Linked DNA regions of Capra hircus: region 2 is linked to region 1. The links are chromatin contacts, called in public Hi-C maps. All regions are on one chromosome and are shown on one strand. Each heading gives the region's core, a stretch centred on a gene start, on an enhancer-like site or on the middle of the called end of the contact. The rest is flanking DNA. Distances are from core to core; before and after follow the strand shown.

Evidence for each region. A called contact is a pair of places that touch in the nucleus more often than the background predicts.
Region 2: a Hi-C map of blood shows a contact between it and region 1, with 3 times the contacts expected there. The contact joins the enhancer-like site here to the promoter of OVCA2 in region 1. A contact is called at or near these places in 3 of 5 Hi-C or Micro-C datasets (blood and liver).

Annotation. Positions count from the first base shown.
Region 1 is chr19:22,859,207-22,862,264 of ARS1.2, reverse strand. It overlaps OVCA2 (esterase OVCA2), which reads right to left and starts at 1,405. Exons shown (of 2, transcript XM_005693319.3): 1 at 1,060-1,405; 2 at 1-700. The coding sequence starts at 1,372. The coding sequence ends at 201. It overlaps DPH1 (diphthamide biosynthesis protein 1), which reads right to left. Exons shown (of 13, transcript XM_018064404.1): 9 at 2,859-2,959; 10 at 2,098-2,176; 11 at 1,683-1,823; 12 at 1,419-1,526; 13 at 1-700. The coding sequence ends at 1,437.
Region 2 is chr19:23,017,848-23,020,905 of ARS1.2, reverse strand. All of the region lies in intron 10 of SMG6 (telomerase-binding protein EST1A), which reads left to right. Among named protein-coding and RNA genes, the nearest start is that of SMG6, 58 kb to the left of the region's middle. Within about 2 kb of position 1,610, at least 2 of the 5 cell types and tissues checked have an H3K27ac peak or open chromatin away from gene starts, as enhancers often do.

The sequences.
Region 1 (3,058 bases), core at 156-2,655:
ATGATTTGAGTCTTAAGTACTGATATTTGTCTCTTAATTGGAGATGGTGAGGTGCCCTAATAGCAGGGGAGATTTCTAGGTAGGAAAATAAACGCAGGGATTACAGAGGTTGCATCAAGGTCATGGTTCGGGGCGGGGGTGGGTGGCGGGTGGTGGTCGAGTGGAAAGGGGATGCAAAGGCAAAGGCCTTTACAGAGCTTTCAGTTTGCAAACTGGTCCAAGAACTTGAGGTAGGCCTGGCGCTGGGGTGCGGCTGCTGGAATGAAGTGGCCACCAGAGTGGGTAAGGGTGACGGCTCCATCGAATCGGCTACATAGCTGCATACTCTCCTGAGAGGGGATGACGCCGTCAGTGTCCCCAAAAACATGGAGGGAAGGCAGTGACAAGGGGCCCTGCATGATGGGTTCCATGAGGCCAAGGCCCCGCGGGCAGAAACCAGATACAAGTATGACAAACCGGGGCAAAGGAAAGCGGGGATCACCGCCTTGGCCAAGGGCACACACAAGAGCTGCTAGCGCGGCCCCCTGGCTGAAACCAAGGATCCCATCGAAAGGCCCCAGCTTGTTCAGTGCCTGTGCCACCATTCCCAGAGCTTCCTCCAGACCTCTGCACGCCGTGGGTTCTTCCAGGGCCAAGAAAACGTCTGCTTCCTGTTCGGAAAACCACCAGCCTCGAGGCTGCTCCTCCGGAGGGCAGGGTCCTACAGCGATGAAGGGGAAAGTACAGAGTTAAGGCAAGGGGAAATCCAGGGGGAAAGAAAGAAAGGGAGTGAGGGAGGGTTTGGGAATGAGGGAAACAGGTGGTTGAAGCAGAGTAGAAAGTCTGGGGAAAATGAGGCGGAACAGACTGACCTGAAGAGGAGATGGGTAGAAGTCTGGGAGAGCCAGGCAGGACTTTGAGCAAGGGGCTAGGTTGGCAGAGATGGCGTGTATGGGTAGAATGAAGTGGGAGGATGACGGGAATGTGGGGAGGGACAGGGTGGCTGTGTGCAGGCAGGTGTTACGCGGACTAGGCAAGACAGAAGACTCTGGGCGCATTTCCGGGCAGGGCTCCTCTCACCAGAGTCTGGCCTGGCGCCCTCCGACCCCGCTACGTCCACGACCGGGTGCGGGCCGCTGAGGCAAACGAGCTCTGCGCGGCCCCGCAGCGCCTTCCGCAGCGCTCCGGTCTTCTCACGGAAGCCCCGCTCACTCTGCCGAAAACCCGCCAGACACAAAATCCGCAGAAGCGGCTGCGCAGCCATCATGCATGGCGCCTGCGCGCCAGAGGAACCGGAAGCAGCCTTTCCCCGAGCGGAAGTTGAACGCGAAGTGGGGGACCCAATACAGCCACCACCTTGGAGGCGGGCCACAGAGCAAGCGGACGTTGCCATGACAACACGGAAGAGGGTGCTGCAGGTCCAGAGGTAGGGCGGATACCTGGGAACCAGGAGCGTCTCAGGGAGCGATCGCCGACACCTCCTCGCCTCTGCAGCTGCAAGCCTCGCAAGCCGCGGCTGGAGAGGGGCGCGCGGGCCCCCCCTGAACCTGGGGTGGCAGACTTTGGTCACGGTCCCGCTTCTGCGACGTTCCCCACCCTGCTGTCGTGCATTTCCCTTAGCGGCCGCAGGGGGGCGGCCTCGGCTCGCGCCGCCTCGGCGGCCGCGCCCAGACCCCTCGGTCTTCCTTGGAGTCCCTTCCTACCTTCTCTAGGCCCGGCCGGCCTGGGACCTGGAGCAGCCGATCCCGCCCGTGGTTCACCGTCCACGGCCCCAAGGAGCTGCTGGCGTAGAAGTCCATAGGGTAGGGCTGCTGCCAGGAAATGTCCCTCAAGGCCACCGCCGCCTGGGGGAGAAAATCTGGACAGTAACATTTGCCAACATTTTTCTACGCAGGATTATTTAATTCGGGCCTCACAATGACCTACGAAGGTCCTATTATACCCATAGCATAGAAAGGAAATGTGAGGCTCAGAGAGCAGGAAGGGACTTGCGCAAGGCCACACAGCTAGGAAGTGCCTCCGCTGTAACTTAAGTGCTGCTCCACTGAGGACTCCTTCCAGGACAGAACTAAGGGTGAAGTCCGTTCTCCCCCAGCGATTTTCAGAACCTAGTGTTACCTCATAGGGCGTGAGCAGCGGCTTGGGGAAGGCTGTACCCCAGTCGATGGACAGGCGTGGACATGCCACCTGCACCCACCTATAAGAAGGGAAATCAGGTCAGATCCAAGGGGCAGGGGGTGGGAGTGGGGTTGGGTGGCCTTCCTGTTCCTGGCAGCATGCTGAAGAACATGACTGTGTCCCCAACACACTCAACGGAGCTTACTATTAATTCGAAAGTAAAGACTCACCCACTGCTGTTTAGAATAGCATTGTTCTCTTCTGTTTCCCCCACTGTGAGCTTTTTTAAGGTTTTTATTGAATTTGTTACAATATTGCATATCTTATGTGGGATCTTAGCTTTCCAACGAGGGAATTGAAACCTGCAGCGCCCCCCAACACTGGAAAGTGAAGTCTCAACCACTGGACGCCCAGGAAGTCCCTGACTATGAACTTTCTGAAGAGAGGGCTTGGGCAGCATGTTTGCCATCAGACCCCAGGATAAAATTTAGTGCCTGGTCCAATGCAGTTGCCAACCACCCCTCAAACTCATCTCACACAGAACAACTATGATGTAGCCGTTGCCTGTGAGCCCCCAAGCCAGACAAAGTTGGGTTGACCCACAGCCAAAAGTAGCCCCTGCGAGATGAGTGCCCTCTAAACGTTAAAATTTCATGGTCACAGAAGCACTGACTCCAGCCTGCAATAGGTAATGGGCAGAACCCAGATTCTACGCTTCCTTAGCCAATCATTGCTAGATAGATTAAGGTGGGGAAACGTACACATCCACCTCAGGAAGGAGGCTGAGCTTGCTGGGGAAGATCTCAGAGAGCAGCAGCCTCACGAAGGGAAGTCCCAAGGCTTGGAGCCGAGATTCCAGGTGCTGTTTGGGAGAGGGAGGCAGAGCTGGGGTGATCAAGCGGCCAAAGTAAATCCCTTGGCCTCCTGATTTTCTCAGCTGGGTTCCCAGCTAGTCCCCTTT
Region 2 (3,058 bases), core at 361-2,860, 160 kb before region 1:
CTCTGAAGTTGGTTTATTTCCCTTTCCCATTTGTATTTAGGGTTGTGCTTCAGCCTGCTCCGGTCAGGTGGGGGGGTGTTCTCCCTGGTGAGCAGGCAGCTGCACTTTCCCCTGAAACTTGGCTTCTCCTGGGACTCCGCCAGGCCCTCTGCTGGTTTGCCTGGGTTTTCCATCACATTTGAAGCCTGGAGGGTGTTCTCTCACGCTGCCTGCCACAGCATTTACAGTTCCTTGTAGAAGGTGAAATGCACAGGTTTAGGTGCCATTTTGAACTTCTCTGAATATGTCCGGGAATACCAGTGAGAAAGCACGCAGTCCTGAGGGGCAATGGTGGTTTCCAGGAAGGAGGAAATACGGTCTGTAAAGGGTGGTGAGGCGGTCAGTCCGGAGGGGAGGGAACTCGATCCCTTCCTCATCGCTTGAGGGTCTCGAGGGTCAGGCCACCAGGTGGGGAGCTCGCAGGCTTGGGGGAATGGCGCATCCCGAGTCGGTTTCCTGTTCACTTCCCTGCCTCCCTCTGGCAGCGTCACAGTCAGTGAGCCGCCTGTCACAGAGTGCAGCCTCTGCCAAGGTAGTTTCCCCATCGGGGGACCTGGAGGTGTGAATGTAAAGGCCCCACAGCTCTAGTCTGTGGAGCCTCTGTTGTCAGCAACTTCTGCTCCACGAGAAGGAAGATGTTGGCCTTTTCATAGGCCACCAATGAGTCCTTTCCTTGGAGCTGTTATAAAGTTAAAAGTTGAGAAAATGTGGGTGAAAGAAAGGTGAGACAGGGAGAACAGAGAAAGAAGGAAGTCGTGCTTTCCCCTTGGAGGCCAGCATGCTTTTCCTTAGACTCTTTACCATGGTCGCTCCTAACAAGGACCTGCTTGCCAGGAAGGACACGTCGCAGCCTGTGCGTGAGACCCCGCCACCGGCTCTGGCTTTGTCCTGATGCTCACCTCCACGGGGCAGCTGGGGCCGAGAGCTGAGGTGGTCCAAGGGTGTTTCAGGGAAAAACAGCCCGGCCACAGGATGTAACACTCAGCTAGGACAGAGCGCTCTGTGGACTTGCTGCCAAGTACCCGGTGTGCAGCTGAGGCGGCCGTCCAGACCCCACTGTGTGGGCTGCCACTGGGAGAGGGGTGAGCAGAGCACTCAGCGGGGCTGGCTGGTGGGAAGATGCGCTTTTCCATTTCCCAGCATGTGAGTCATCTTCACTGGGCCCCTGTGCTGTGCTCGCACGGACAGTGGCAAGAAGGGGGTGTTGTGGCTGAGCTGCAGCATCTGTGCCGGGGGTGGAGCGGGAAGGGGGTTGGGGAGAGGGTAAAGATTTAAATCCTTCACTAATCAGCAGCAGTTTGAATCACATTTTTATGAGTAAGGAAGTGATAAATCAGCCCTTGAGTGTTCAGCCCCCGGGTCCCGTCAGCCGGTGCCCTTCTGAAGGCTGCCCTCCAGGCCGGTCGGCTGGCTGTCAGAGCCGCCACCCAGCCGCGGGACCCCGGCTGTCTGCAGCCAGGAAGCGAGGGCCTGCTGCTGCCTGGCCCTCCCAGGTGCTTGGGGTCTGTGGTGATTTGGCAGTCGCTGCAAGTTAACAGAACATCTGGGCCATCATTTTTCTTTCCATTCCTTCTTGGACTTGTCCTTCTGGGTGGGTGTTTGCATATGTCAGTTCCTGGACTCTGTGGAGAAGGAGCGTTCCAGCCTGGAGCAGAGGTGATATGCGTCCCCCCACGGCAGTCGAGATTCTCTCCATCTATGCCTGGCCCTTCCCTGGAGATGTGGTACCTAGGGAGAGCCACAGGGACGGCCTTATGGAAAAGCATGTCCTTTGCTATTGCCTCTTAATTCGTTTTTGTCTGGGCTCAGTGCTACCCTTGTATAAGTCCTCTTTTCAAAATACCGGAAATGATACTAATAGTGTGATTATTAAAATACTTTCCAAATGTGCTTTCCTTGGGGTCGAGAGACACAGAACTCTTAAAGAGCTTCAGGCACCCCTGAAGGCCCAACGGAGGGGAAACACTTAGATGGTCAAAGAGGCCTTTCTTAACTTACAGTTTTCCCTGGAGCTCAGGGAGGCAGAGGTCGTGAGATTTGTCCCCCTTCCGATCAAGGAAAGTAAGTTGAGTTTTGCCACACCATTTAACCAGCGAACCTTTCAGGTCTCAGCAGTGATCTTAAAACTCACAAGTTCAAGGCTATTGATACCTTTATCTCCTCCCATCGGGTGGACCCTCTGCAAGAAGCCTGCTGGAGTGGGACTGCAGAGAGTCCAGAATCCTACTAGTCTACATTGAAGAGGTTGAGGACAGAGGCATTCAAGGGATGTTTGGGTTTCCCTTAGCAGAGGGCCTGGTATTTATCAGGCACTCAGTAAGCATTCACTGAGCACATGGATGAGGAAGTCCATGGTTCCAGGCCGACCATCACTGAACAATGTGTTCCCTTCCTGGCCTGTGTCCAGAATTGCCCTTCGGCGAGTAATGGGTGGTGGCGAGATAGGTGGTTCCCAGGGTGATGTCACCACTGGTCATCGGAGAAGCGGGGCCTTCTCCACGTGCCTCAGCATTTAACACTTCAGTAGCCACCCGATTGGCTGATGTGATGCTGGAGAGGGAATGGTTGACCTAAACCACAAGCACTCCAAGAATTTTAATTTTTTTTTAAAATTCTGTAATGTAAGGAAATACAGCTCTCGTTTCTTGAAGAGGAGTAATCGAAGCAGTATTTGTGGTAGGGCACCCCTGGAACCCCACTGCACCTCCCATCTGTGCCCAATTTGCTCCAGTCTGGCCCCCTTGTTTCTTCCCCCCTTTTTCTCTCTCCCTCTCTTTGTCTTTTTAAAAAATATGTTTTTATAATTCCTGGAATCAAAACCATTGCAGGCACACACTGTTTTATTTTACTGTATTATTGGATTATACTTCCTATAAATCATTGGATGTTATTCATTGGCCACCACTAGAATAACTTCCCTTTTCTGTGCCCTGGCCCCTTCTTTTTCCTCCTCTCTTTCCTCCTCTACCAGTTCATAGAGGAGGTCTCCATGTCAGCCTTGCAGAAAAGCCCTGGTGAC